2 separate regions of the Muntiacus reevesi genome follow, and region 2 is linked to region 1. Evidence: chromatin contacts called from public Hi-C data. All regions are on one chromosome and are shown on one strand. The core of a region is the stretch at or near the end of the contact, and the rest is flanking DNA. Distances in the headings are between cores, read along the strand shown. Region 1 holds the start of SHPRH (SNF2 histone linker PHD RING helicase). Region 2 holds the start of FBXO30 (F-box protein 30).

Region 1 (7,377 bases), core at 2,489-4,988:
TTGTAACAATCTTTCTAAAATAGAAGACCAGAGTTAGGGGTAAGATTTAAATAAATCTAGTCCCCAAAAGGAATTGGAACTATAAATTTGGCCTAGTGAGACCACACAAGGAAGTAAGTAGTCTGATTTTGACCATGTTTAAAGGAGATCAGTCCTGGGTGTTCATTGGAAGGACTGATGCTGAAGCTGAAACTCAAATACTCTGGCCACCTCATGCGAAGTGTTGAGTCATTGGAAAAGAACCTGATGCTGGAAGGGATTGGGGGCAGGAGGAGAAGGGGACGACAGAGGATGAGATGTCTGGATGGCATCACCGACTCGATGGACATGAGTTTGAGTAAACTCCAGGAGTTGGTGATGGACAGGGAGGCCTGGCATGCTGCGATTCATGGGGTCGCAAAGAATCGGACACGACTGAGCGACTGAACTAACTGAATGACAGTTTCAAGAAGAGGGAGTTGAACTCTATGAACACTGAGTGATACGCTGATTGGCTGATGTCCAGTCAGTTGATTTCCACTTGAGAATACTACTACATCTTTAGCATCTAAATGGGTGGATGAATTGAACTCTGGCAGGAGTGAACCACACAATTGCACTCATCTCACACACTAGCAAAGTAAAGCTCAAAATTCTCCAAGCCAGGCTTCAACAGTACATGAACCATGAATTTCCAGATGTTCAAGCTAGATTTAGAAAAGGCAGAGGAACCAGAGATCAAAATGCCAACATCCACTGGATCATTGTAAAAGCAAGAAAGTTCCAAAATATCATCTACTTCTGCTTTATTGTCTACGCCAAAGCCTTTGACTGTGTGGATCACATGAAACTGGAAAATTCTGAAAGAAATGGGCATACCAGACCACCTGACCTGCCTCCTGAGAAATCTGTTTGCAGGTCAAGAAGCAACGGTTAGAACTGGACATGGAACAACAAACTGGTTCCAAATTGGGAAAGGAGTACGTCAAGGCTGTATATTGTCACTCTGCTTATTTAACTTATATGCAGAGTACATCATGAGAAATGCTGGGCTGGATGAAGCACAAGCTGGAATCAAGATTGCCGGGAGAAATATCAATAACCTCAGATATGCAGATAACACCACCCTTATGGCAGAAAGTGACGAAGAACTAAAGAGCCTCTTGATGAAAGTGAAAGAGGAAAGTGAAAAAGTTGGCTTAAAGCTCAACATTCAGAAAACTAAGATCATGGCATCTGGTCCCATCACGTCATGGCAAATAGATGGGGAAACAGTGGAAGATGTTATTTTTTTGGGCTCCAAAATCACTGCAGATGGTGACTGCAGCCATGAAATTAAAAGACACTTACTCCTTAGAAGAAAAGCTATGACCAACCTAGACAGCTTATTACAAAGCAGACACATTACTTTTCCAACAAAGGTCCATCTAGCCAAGACTATGGTCTTTCCAGTAGTCACGTATGGACATGAGAATTGGACTATAAAGAAAGCTGAGCACAGAAGAACTGATGCTTTTGAACTGTGGTGTTGGAGAAGACTTTTGAGAGTCCCTTGGACTGCAAGGAGAGCCAACTAGTCCATCCTAAAATATATGAGTCCTGAGTGTTCATTGGGAGGACTGTTGTTGAAGGTGAAACTCCAATACTTGGCCACCTGATTTGAAGAACTGACTCATCTGAAAAGACCCCGATGCTGGGAAAGATTGAAGGCAGAAGAAGGGGACAACAGAGGATGAAATGGTTGGATGGCATCATTGACTCAATGGACATGAGTTTGGGTAAATTACTGGAGTTGGTGATGGACAGGAAGGCCTAGTGTGCTGCAGTCCATGGGTGGCAAAGAGTTGGCCACGACTGAGTAATTGAACTAAACTGAACTGATGTGAAGAACTGACTCACTGGAAAAGATCCTGATGCTGGGAAAGATTGAAGGCAGGAGGAGAAGGGGATGAGACAGGATGAGATGGTTGGATGGCATCACTGACTTGATGGAATTAAGTTCGAGTAAGCTTCAGGAGTTGGTGATGATGGACAGGGAAGCCTGGTATGCTACAGTCCATGTGGTCACAATGAACCAGACATGACTGAGCAACTGAACTCAACTGAACGTAGGTGTGAACAGCTGCTTCACAGCTGGGAGCTTCCAGAATGCTAGGTGCAAAAATGAGTCACGTTTTCTGAAATTAGCTCTGGTGATTCTATATTGAAAAACACATTACTCCATAGAAAACTATTCAAAGGCTATACTTTGAAAATATAGGACTGAACATATATATTATTGTAAAAACTGTTAAAATCTTAATTGTAAGTATATGCTACTGTATTAGAATTCTCTCTGTATTACATGAGAAAGATGAAATTACATCTCTAGATATATAACTGGATTCCTAGTTTACTATTTTTGTACAGGTTAACAATAATATCTATAGAGATTAATTACTCGATAACTTTGAACAAAAATAAAATGAAGCTGGGTTATTTTAAAATATCTCTGCCTGGCACCAGCAGGACTTGGTAAAATTATAAGCTTGATTTTCTGCTCGCTGGTGAAATGTGATATAAAACTATCAAAGATCACCTGTCGCAGCACCATATATATTTAAGTATGGAGTTTCAAATTACAGTTCCAAAAGAAAGGCTGCATTTTATCCTGCACTTAATAAAAAGATCAGTTCTCCAATGAAGTGGGATTCTGCTTGCCTACTCTTCTAACACTAGAGCTACTTTTTTAGCTGGCCTCCGGAAACTCTGGATAAGGTCACTGATTTCCACTGAATTCTAAGTGGTTTTGTTTACGGAAATAGCTTCTCTTAGAGGTTTGTCATGAAGTTCGGTACTAAGAATATCGACCACTCTGGACTGTCTCCACAGCTAACGGATCCTCCTATAAGCAAGAACTTATTTTTGTGCTTCTGTGATCACACAGGCCAAGACTCCCTTCCGCAGCATAATTCTAAGCCCTCATTAGGTACTCAGTCATCGAGGGCCCCAGGTCTGAAAGTGCTAGTCGCTTAACAGAGTCCGACTCTCTGGGACTCCATGGACTGTAGCCCACCAGGCTCCTGCGTCCATGGGATTATCCAGGCAAGAATACTCGAGTGGGTTGCCATTTCCTTCTCCTGGGGATCTTGCCGACCCAGGGATCGAACTGGGGTCTCCCGCATTGCACTCACATTCTTTACTCTCTAAGCCGTTATTTTCCAGGCTCTTGGTTCTGAAGCCGCTCAGCTATTTCGGAGTTACCCAAGAGAAAAGGCTACCGCTCAGTGAAGAAAAGGAAAAAAAAAAACAAAAGCTTAAGATATTGGAAGCCCAGCTTCGTCACAATACTGTAGCTTTTTCCTCATCTTAAAATATTTACTCACATCTCCCTGGAGAGTCTTTTAAAGTAACTTCTGAGTGAGATGAACTTCAACCGTAACTAATTAGTGGCTGCTTTCTAGAAACAATTTACAAGGTGTACCTGCAGAATTCTCGTCTTTTTACTAAAGTCACAGCTCTTAACATCTGTTTCAAGAGTGACCCGTAACCTTCAGCCAGCAGCCCCGCCCACTTCTAAATCCGCTTAGAGCGCCACCTCCTCCTTTGACGTTCAGCCTATCATGTATTCTCTAATGGCTCAGTGTAGCTATCGCGAGACTCTAACGGTATCCTTCGAGAGTGGACTTGCGCAGAAGAGACTCATGAAGCTAGGGTCGGAGAAAGGGGGCGGGGCGTCCCGACGTGCGCGTTCACCTTGACCCCACGCTCCAGCGCGCGCCCGGCATCTAGGCGCTGTGGTTTCTGGGCCCCTCGGGAACCCCAACACAAACCAGCATAAAGCGCGCGTGCCCACCTCAGGCCGATGTTCGGTGAATAGCGAATGCGTGCCCGGGACCTGCAGGGGCATCAGAGGGCCCTGGGCCTTGATGCAGAGAGGCTCTAGGGGCTTGGAGAAACAGTCTAGGTAGGCGCTTGGGTGATAGAGGGTCAGGGGTCAGAGGTCGGGGGCGGAAGGCGTTTCTGTACGCAGACAGCGGTCTCAGGGAGGGACGACTCCGTTGTTTTGGAGCCTGGGAAACTAAAAGACTGACGGGGAGCTGCAGCGCGAGTTTCCGCGACCCTTCCCCATCCCAGACGTGCGGGCCGGGGGACCGCCGCGGCTTGCCCGGGACGAAGAGGAGCCGCGGGAGGGAGGCTTGCTTTCCCCCCCGCGGACTGGGGCCTACGGTGTCTCGTTCGAGCGTCCTAGGGTCCTTGATCTCGCTCCTCTGCCTCCGGGCAGCTTGTTTGCCCGGCCTGCTGGGAGCGATCGGCGCTGACAGCCTTGCTCAGACTCCTCAAACCGCTTTTGAGTCTTTCGGAAGAAAACTGAGTGGGTATCACCATTCTCCGCAGATATGCCCCTGGAGACTGGAACTGGGCAGCTGCCTAGCTTATTGGTGTGCGGGATTGTAAATGTAGTAAAGGGGAGGCCGGGGCCTCTGAGTTAAAGTTCTCAGGTACCTCAGGAACCAGGTTAAATACATTCGCATTCAAAACCAGCCTTGCATTTTGTGCCTTTTGACTCTGTGATAGTTTCTACTTTTCTGAACCAGGATATGTTTTCTGATGGTTAGCGGTCACTGTCAGATAAAGAGGATTAGTAAATAGTGACTTTGTACCTTTTTTCTAAGGGCCATGAAGTAAAAACCCTAGATGTTTGGTGTTTTCCTTTTTCCGCCTGCAATGTGGAAGACCTGGATTCGATCCCTGGGCTGGGAAGATCCCCTGGAAAAGGGAACAGGCTACCCACTCCAGTATTCTGGCTTGGGGGATTCCATGGACTATATATATAGTCCATGTGGTCTCAAAGAGTCGGACACGACTGAACGAGTTTCACTACTTCTGTTTGAATTAACTTTTGACTTTAATAAGCAAAAAATAATTTTAGAGTTATTACAGCTACTTTCAATTATTCTGTTGGGTGATAGCAAGAATGATGAAACTCCCATGAATCGAAATGTTCCATGATACCTGTACCATCACCAGAAAGGCTAGTTGGTTTATGATGAGAAATCATGCTGGAAGCAAGATAGTAGTGAGCAGTAGGGGGATAAATGTTCTGTATTGCAAAACATGGCACTTCTGGAGTTTACAAAATCCACTTAGCCAATAAGCTGTCAGTGGAGAATAAAATGATTTTGAAAGATGCTATATATATATATATATATATATATATATATCTCCTCCTCTTGTCCGGCCTAAAGAACTGTACTTACAGGATTATTAAATCTGTTATTTTATTAAGAGTTCAGGCTAGAAAGATTTGGGGTAATAGAATCTGCTGGTGAAAAAGCAAGGCCTTTTATAAGTATCTGTGACTGGTTTTAGAGTTCTGCAGAGGAAAATACTCTCAACCTGCTGGGGTTATCACTAAGAAAAAAGTTGTAATGTTAGGTCATTGAGAACTTCTCAGTCATCAGTAATGATTGAGTTTCACTTGCATAAGGCTTACCTTACAGCCTGATATCTCAAATGTATATACTCTGTTTTCCTGGATAGCCTAAATCAGGACCTACCATGGGTTTGTTCTATATCATTCAGTATTGGCAATTATCTTTTAATGAGGAGATAGTAATTTGGAGGGGAAAAATCTGAATAAGTTTAATTGATATTCATCTGTTGTCTTAGTAACAACATTTTATATTTATTTTTCTAGCAGTCTATCTTTGTTTTCTGTTAAAGACAGAATCAGTTTTCTGTTTCACTCTGGGCCAGAAATTGTAAGGAGTAGTTTCACCCTACCTGTAGTCTTTTTGAACGTGGTTGAATGAGATTGGCCCAAAAAGAAATTTGAGTAAAAGTACTTCTGGGTCCTTGAGAAGAGAGAGAATATTCACAGAGTTAGAGATCTTTGTTTCACATTACTTTGTATATCATTTCCATCCTGGCCCTGACCTGGCGTTGGGAGTACAGTGCTGAATAGGGTTCTGTTCCTGCCTGGCTTTCAAGTAGTTCAAAGTCAAACAGCTGAGAACACTGTAACAGTGGGAATCAAGAAGGAGAGGCCTTTAATTCAGCATACCTGGTCGTGGAACATTTTGTGGGAGATCAGGATATCGACAGGCGGAAAAGCATGAAAGGGCATTTCAAGCAAAAGGCATTTAGAGGAATGAGAGTCAAAATGTGGTCCATGTAGGAAACTGTGATATATAATCATGTTATACCCAAACACTGGTATTTAAGTGGGGGAAGAAGGGAAGAAGATTCATCTGGTATGAGGAAAATAAGGAGAAGGATTTAGAATTGGAACATGATTAGAGATATATGGAATTTTACTAGGACTTATTAGCTCCCAGTTAACATGGTTTTGAGTAGCTTTGATCAAATAATTTAATCTTCTTTGGTTCAAGAATTATCCCTAGATAAAAATCTCCTTTAAGCAAAAAAGAGTTAACCAAAACAGGGTGGTGGGGCAGAGGGAAGGCAGATCATGAATGTTTGCCCAGTAGAGAATGAAAGGAGAGCCTGCTAGAAACCCTGGTATTTATTTTTCTTGAACTTATCATTGTAATTGATAAATACTTTGATAATACTGTGACATTGGAAGAATCAAGTTGAAAGCAAACATCTGAGTGAATGTGCAGATTATAGTGGTATATATAGTTTAGAAGATACTGCATGAGGATGAGTGTTACCAGAGAAAAGAACAGAGAGTGAAAGGGAAGTGTTCTGGTTCAGTAATATGTCTATTACAAGACTTGTAATAGAAAGGGCACATATTAACCTCTGTTCACAATTGATGGCCTCAGACTGGTCATGGACTACTACTGATGCCCCACCAGTTGAGCACACATTTCCCATCTATGCTGTACTTTGCCAGGAAAGAAATGGATTTCTGTAGGCAGCTAGCTATCCATAACAAGGTTTTTTACGCTTGGCTGCCTGCTAGAATCACCAAGTGAGAGTGAAAGTGTTAGTTGCTCAGTTGTGTCTAAATCTTTGTGAACCCGTGGACTGTAGCCTGCCAGGCTCCTCTGTCCGTGGAATTCTCCAGGCAAGACTACTGGAGTGGGTTGCCATCCCCTTCTCCAGGGAATCTTCCCAGCTCAGGGATTGAACCCAGGTCTCCTGCATTGCAGGTAGACTCTACTGTCTGAGCCAGCAGGGAAGAATCACCAAGGGAACCTGAAAAAATAATGGAGGTGGTGCCTGGGCCCTGCCCCAGAGATGATATTTTAATTGGCTGGACTAGTACCAGGGCATCAGGATTTTGAAAATTTCCCCCAGATGGTTCTAGCGTTCAGTCAAGTTTGAAACACACTGATCTGTAGTTCCCCATCCTGCCACTTTAAAGTTTGGTTATTGTAAAGTGTAGTTTATAGTGTTCTCAGGGTGATGACAATAGCAACTGCTGCTTACTGAATATATGCTAAA
Region 2 (7,377 bases), core at 1,737-4,236, 140 kb after region 1:
ACCTCATGACTGTACAGTCCATGGAATTCTCCAGGCCAGAATACTGGAGTGGGTAGCCTTTCCCTTCTCCAGGTTTTTTCCCAACCTAGCGATCGAACTGGGGTCTCTTGCATTGCAGGCGGATTCTTTACCAGCTGAGCCACAAGGGAAGCCCATGGGGGGATGTAAGGCCCACTGTCCCTTGGCCTTGGACCAAGGCATGGCAGTAGTAGTGGGAAATGAACCCCAATTCTTTGATATGGCCCTGCAATAGTTCTTCAGCCCTTAGTCATTTGCAAAGTAACCTGCAAAAGCAGCTGCTGCTTTTCTGTTAGATCGCATTGTCTTTCCCACAAAACCCCGCTGCTACGGTCTGTGTGGAGGATCACAGTCCCGCACAGAAGCAGACCTTGGTGGGCTGCTCCATCAGGGCTTCGTGACACCTGTCTGAATCCTGCTGGGCTGAGCCCGGTCCCAGGGGAGGCAGAACATACAAGAATCTGGACATCCCAAGAAAAAGCAATACAAAGAGTCAAAGTGGTTGTCTGAGGAGGCCTTACAAATGCCTGAGAAAACAAGGGAAGTGAAAGGCAAAGGAGAAAAGGAAAGATAAACCCATTTGAATGCAGAGTTCCAAAGAACAGTGAGGAGAGGTAAGAAAGCCTTCCTCAGTGATCAATGCAAAGAAATAGAGGGAAACAATAGAATGGGAAAGACTAAAGATCTCTTCAAGTAAATTAGAGATACCAAGGGAACATTTCATGCAAAGATGGGCACAATAAAGGACAGAAATGGTATGGACCTAACGGAAGCAGAAGATATTAAGAAAAGGTGGCAAGAATACATAGAACTGTACAAAAAAGATCTTCATGACCCAGATAACCATGATGGTGTGATCACTCATCTGCAACCAGACATCCAGGAATGCAAAGTCAAGTGAGCCTTAGGAAGCCTCACTAGAAACAAAGCTAGTGGAGGTGATGGGATTCCAGTTGAGCTATTTCAAATCCTCAAAGATGATGCTGTGAAAGTGTTGCACTCAATATCCCAGCAAATTTTGAAAACTCAGCAGTGGTCACAGGTCTAGAAAAGGTCAGTTTTCATTCCAATCCCAAAGAAAGGCAATGCCAGAGAATTTTCAAATTATTGCACAATTGCACTTATCTCACATTCTAGCAAAGTAATGCTCAAAATTCTCCAAGCTAGGTTTCAACAGTATGTGAACAGAGAACTTCCAGATGTTCTAAATCCAGATGTTCAAGCTGGATTTAGAAAAGGCAGAGGAACAAGAGATCAAATTGCCAATATCTGCTGGATCATAGAAAAAGAAAGAGAATTCCAGAGAAACAACTATTTTTACTTTATTGACTATGCCAAAGCCTTTGACTGTGTGGATCACAACAACCTGTGGAAAATTCTTCAAGAAATGGGAGTACCAGACCACCTTACCTGCCTCCTGAGAAATCTGTATGCAGGTCAAGAGACAACAGTTAGAACCAGACTTGGAACAATGGACTGGTTCCAAATTGGGAAAGGAGTACGTCAAGGCTGTATATTATCATCCTTCTTATTCACCCTATATGCAGATTACATCATGTGAAATGCTGGGCTGGATGTAGTACAAGCGGGAATCAAGATCGCCAGAAGAAATATCAACAACCTCAGATATGCAGATGACACCACCCTTATGGCAGAAAACAAAGAGAAACTAAAGGGCCTCTTGATGAAAGTGAAACAGGAGAGTGAAAAAGCTGGCTTAAAACTCAACATTTCAAGAATTAAGATCATGGCATCCGGTCCTATCACTTCATGGCAAATAGATGGGGAAACAATGGAAAAAGTGAGAGACTTTAATTTCTTGGGCTCCAAAATCACTGCAGATGGTGACTGCAGCCATGAAATTAAAAGCTTGCTCCTCAGAAGAAAAGCTATGGCCGACCTAGACAGCATATTAAAAAGCAAATACATTACTTTGTCAACAAAGGTCCATCTAGTCAAAGCTATGGCTTTCCCAGTAGTCATGTATGGATGTGAGAGTTGCACTATACAGACAGCTAAGTGCCTAAGAATTGATGCTTTTGAACTGTGGGGTTGGAGAAAACTCTTAAGAGTCCCTTGGACTGCAAGAAGATCCAACCAGTTCATCCTAAAGGAAATCAAACCCTGAATATTCATTGGAAGGACTGATGCTGAAGCTGAAGTTACAATACTTTAGCCACCTGATGTGAATAACTGACATTTGAAAAGACCTTGATGGTGGGAAAGATTGAAGGCAGGAGGAGAAGGGGACGACAGGGGATGAGATGGTTGGATCGCATCACCGACTCAATGGATATTAGTTTGAGTAAACTCCGGGGGTTAGTGATGGACAGGGAAGCCTTGCGTGCTGTAGTTCACAGGGTCACAGTCGGATACGACTGAGCGACTGAACTGAACTGGACACTATGTCACACAAGACTAGGGCACACTGGATCAGCCGGCAGGAAGGCCTGATCATCAAAGATTCAGTGACAACTGCTCCATTTTTTCCCTAAATATGACCTAAGGGGAACACTGCTGCACCCAGAATTAAGGGATTTGGCTTGCTTATCCTACAATTAAAGTAGTCACTCTATTTGGGTCTGTTTCCTGAATTCCAAAACTGCGTGTCTAGGATTCCTTTCAGGAATACAAGCTACTAATATCGAACAGGATTTGGTAGACTTGCGGGGCAAAAGTCACGTGGAGTCCAGCGGGAACCCCCTAAGCGCAACGCGCGGAACCCAGAGACCTCTGACTCCAGACCACACCCTCTTGCCACGTCCCTTCCGGGGAGGCGGGCGAGTGACGGTAGGAGCTCAGCGTGCGCGTCCCCGCTGAGCTCAGCGTGCGCGCCCCCGGCTGGTTCGGCGCGCGCGTCTGCGACCGACTTGCCTCAGATCCCGAGTCTCGGCCGGGTGGGCGGGGCACAGCCGAGAGGAGCGGGGCGGGGCGGGGCGCGCGGAGAGGACCGGCGCCGGGAGAGGAGGCCGAGGAGGAGGAGGAGAAGGGGAGAAAAGGCGGCGGCCCGGCGGGGCAGAGGGGCGAGCAGGAGGCGGGTTGCACGGGGGTGTGGGGCGCGGAGCGGCGCCGGGACAGCGGGGAGCAGCTGGGCACGGCGGCCGCGGCAGCTGGGATTTGGGCCGCGGTTCGGCCGGGCCGGCCGGTGAGTGTCTGGGGCAGACTGCCCGGGTGACTGGCGCGGCCCGGGCTGTGCCCGCGGGCAGAGGCGGTGTCCGAGCCGGAGGCGGCGGTGGGGCGGCGGGCCCGGCCGGGCCTGGGTCGGAATAAACACGGCCTCGCCGGGACCCCGCGAGTCCCAGGCCGGGTCCCGGCGGCGAGAGGGCGGCGGCGGCTTGGCCTCCGCGCCCAGCCCGCTGCCCGGCCGGCCCTGGAGGCCGCCGGCAAATGGCGCCTGAGACCCCGCAGGCCGACCCCTCGGTGCCACCCGGGCTCACGGGTCTGTGGGTGAGGGTAGGTGGGGGAGAAGCCAGAGTTAAACTTAGGAAGCCCTAAGATCCTCGAAAACCCGGCCTCTCTTCCCTTTTGCAGATTAGAAACTTGCTTTGTTTGGGAAGAGGCGGGTTAAAGTAATACTGAGAGGCATCGCCGACTGTCTCCACGGGATGAGTGAAGTTGGTAACTTTTCCATTCATGGAAGTGAGAGAAGCTTAGTCTTAGCCTCAGTCCTCGTTAAAGAGAAATATCCTAATTTTATAGGTCTGAGGGGTATGACCATTTCCAAGTTGTTTGTGTCCTGTCTCGTGGAAGTGCATTGCTGGGAAGGGAGTATAGAGTGCACGTTGAGTTCAGAGTAATCTCCTTTGAGCGTGTTTTTTACGCGTCTGTTTAGAGAATACAGCCAGAACAGCGTGTTGTTTATCATGGTTCTAGTACTCCATTCCCCGCTCTCCCTGTGTCTTGTTTTTCTTTCTGAGCCATGTCGTAAGTCTTGGGTAAAAGATGCTTGGGAAGGAATTGACCTTTTATTCCATAATTATTTTGTTGACTCGGATCCAAGATGAAGTTATTTATGGGCATTCTGATATCCGTGTAGATTAACTCAAAACTTTACATACAAAACCGCAAGCTTTCTAAGCTTTTAATTTCTGTTTGCTACATTTCAATCCATTTTTGTGTTCTTTAGAAAGTCCTAGAAATTCTATTAACAGATTTTGCGTTCCCTTATATTTTTTAAGCTTTTCCAGAGTTGTTGACAGCCAAGAGGGAAGAGAGTAGCGTAAAATGTAAGATGAGGGTTTTCCTAAGGGTTCAGGTTTTCAGTTTACAGTTTTCGCTGAATCATGTTCTTTATGCTTAGTCACTGTTTCTTACTACAGAAGTTTAATTGGGGATAACAATGTTTTGCTAACTTTTTAAATTGCTAATTTGTTTTTATTTGGTATTTTAATGCGGTGATATAGCTCTTTTGTGTATGTGTGATTCTGGAAATGTTAGTGGGTGGAGTTTTGAGAGTGTTATCAGAGAACTGAAGTTTCCGATATAGGCAAACTTTTATGCATTCCAAGTGTACTAGGTATTTAATTTCAATCCAGTACTTTTGTATGGCTAGCATTGGAGATTTTTATTTTTTAAATAAAGTGTCCTAATATGCTATTAAAGAAAAATAATACATATTTTGAGATACTGTATATAGTTAGAGAGGTGTTTTAAGGTCACCAAAATAGGTCTTGTTTCATGTGTGTTTACTATTTGATAGACTATGTTACTAAAATGTGACTTTTTTGGTAACTCTTGTAACTAAGTTACCATGACTGCTTGTTTCATTAAAAGAAGTTAGCACATGCTGTGGAATGACATGGTATTTGTGGAATTTATTAATATTCAAGTCTTCAGTCAGAAAGCTATAAAATATTATTTAATTTCAAGTTTATTTTTGATGAAATAAGTGAGATTGGCTTTGGACTAGTGGTTTTTACACTACAGGTAGCTCAATAGTTAAATACAAGATAAGCATGCCTCAATTACAACCCAGTCTATAAAAATCTTTTTCCAAAAAGGTTTTGTCTTTTTTTTTAAGAGTGGGTAATGTTAGCATTAGATCCTCATATGATTGTTTTTAATAAACTTAATAAGTATAAATGACCTGATATAGAAATGATATAGATAAAGTTTTGTGCATGTGCGTGTGTCTGTTGTGTAAAGTGAAGTACATCTTTTCTGAGCAATACATGTTTGTGTTGTACTGGACTCACTAATAATTATAACCAACCTTTGTAGAGTACTAGGGTGTTTTCACAGTAGAGTAATTGCATCACGGGCACAAAGCTGAGTCTGGAAGCCCATTCCCCTGTGCCATGCTGCCCATTGTAATGACTTAAGTTCCACCATTCTGGTGGATTATTTTTATCTGAGTATCAACTCAAATCGGTTCTGGTATGAATATTAAATATTAATATTTGTTGTTTTAATTTCTGATGTAAGTCTATAGTAATTTCTTTTGTTTATTTAGTGGAGAACAATTTCAAGTAGTTAGGACTTTCACTTTGGGATCAGTTACCTATGACCATATTTAGAAATGCAAAATTTATGTTTTGATTATATCATAACTAGAAGAGTAAAAACTTGAAAACAAAATTCCACATAATTAGGTCATCATTCTATTAAAAAAAAGTCAGAACCAAAACTTTATAAAATAATGTATGCAGTGTAACAAGTTTAGCCATTTTGAACTCATCAGTAGGCCAGGTAGTTTGAGATGGGAGTTGGTAATGATCATGGATTTTTCCGTCTTGGCTAGTCATCCCAGCCCCCTTTTTTATACCAGTGAAATAAAATATCCAATTGAAGTTATATTTTTGTTATGGCCTTTAAAACTGAGTGCACCTGACCGGTAAATCAGCAGCAATGTTTGTATTTATTGTGCAGTAGCACCTCTGACTATGCAATAAGCATGAGTCTTGCTCTGAAGGAGTTAAAACTGATTACTAAATATGAAATTTCAGTTACAGACTTACTGGTTAACTAGTGAGCAAGTCTGTCTATAGTTCCATTTCAGCCTTTCATTGAAGCAACATTTTATTGTCTCAGTGGAATTTTTTTTAATCTAATATCATTCAGTTCAGTCACTCAGTCATATCTGACTCTTCGCAATCCCGTGGACTGCAGCACGTCAGGCTTCCCTGCCCATCACCAACTCCCAGAGCTTGCTCAAACTCTTGTCGATTGAGTCGGTGTCCAACCATCTCATTCTCTTGTCATTCCCTTCTTCTCCTGCCTTCAGTCTTTCCCAGCATCAGAGTCTTTTCCAATGAGTCAGTTCTTCGCATCAGGTGGCCAAAGTATTGGAACTTCAGCATCAGTCCTTCCAATGAATATTCAGGACTGATTTCCTTTAGGATGGACTGGTCTGATCTCGTTGCAGTCCAAGGGACTCTCAAGAGTCTTCTCCAACACCACAGTTCAAAAGCATCAATTCTTTGGCGCTCAGCTTTCTTTATGGTCCAACTCTCACATCCATACATGACTACTGGGAAAACCATAGCTTTAACTATACTGACCTTTGTCAGCAAAGGTCTAATATCATATTGATTGTAATATTAAGGAAGTAGACTGATGCCACTCGCTTTGTTGAGCTTCCTTTCCTCACCTTCTACATACTCAGTCACCTGCACACATGTGGACACCTCGATCTCTGCTTTTCTTTTTGAATTGGATCCCTCTATAGTCAGTAACCTGTAACCAGACTGCAGGATTCATTAAAAAATTGAAGAAAATATACAGTTAAACATTTCCTTCTGTGCCTTGTATTACTATTATTTTTTTAAAACAACAAAAGATTGAAATTAATTTTCTTTGATTTACTTTTCCCTTTGATTTGCTTTTTTTGATGGACAATTTAGCTTATTCCACATATAATGCTTGGAACATATGCCCTAGATACTCAGTAAATATTTGAATACTTTTGACTTTTCTAGAAGGTACAATGAGGTAATTTTTAATTTTGACTCAATCTGGTTGACTAATAGATTTATAAAGTATGTTTTTATGACGTATGTAGCTTTCCATGGATCAATAATTGTTTTGGAATCCATTTGGTTATTTCTTGTATTATAATAATTTCATTCATATTAATAAACGAGGCTCTAATTGAGGCACAATCTTGAATACAAGGAACACTGGAGATCCCCTGGAGAAGGAAATGGAAACCCACTCCAGAATTCTTGCCTGGGAAATCCCATGGACAGAGGAGCGTGGCGGACTACAGTCCATGGGGTCGCAAAAGAGTCAGGCATGACTTAGTGACTAAACAGCAAGACCGACATGACTAGTGTTACCAAGGAAAAATGCAGTGTGTAATGAGCACATGATATATGGAGTCTGTGTCATACTTTGCCTTTGGGTATGTGGGAAAGGACC

Evidence for each region. Hi-C and Micro-C count contacts between places; a contact is called where the count stands out from the background.
Region 2: a contact with region 1 is called in a Hi-C map of muscle, with 6 times the contacts expected there. The contact joins the promoter of FBXO30 here to the promoter of SHPRH in region 1. A contact is called at or near these places in 2 of 3 Hi-C or Micro-C datasets (blood and muscle).

The regions. Positions count from the first base shown.
Region 1 is chr3:176,132,879-176,140,255 of mMunRee1.1, forward strand. It overlaps SHPRH (SNF2 histone linker PHD RING helicase), which reads left to right and starts at 3,739. Exons shown (of 30, transcript XM_065931191.1): 1 at 3,739-3,925. The coding sequence starts at 3,888.
Region 2 is chr3:176,277,715-176,285,091 of mMunRee1.1, forward strand. It overlaps FBXO30 (F-box protein 30), which reads left to right and starts at 2,987. Exons shown (of 3, transcript XM_065931194.1): 1 at 2,987-3,163.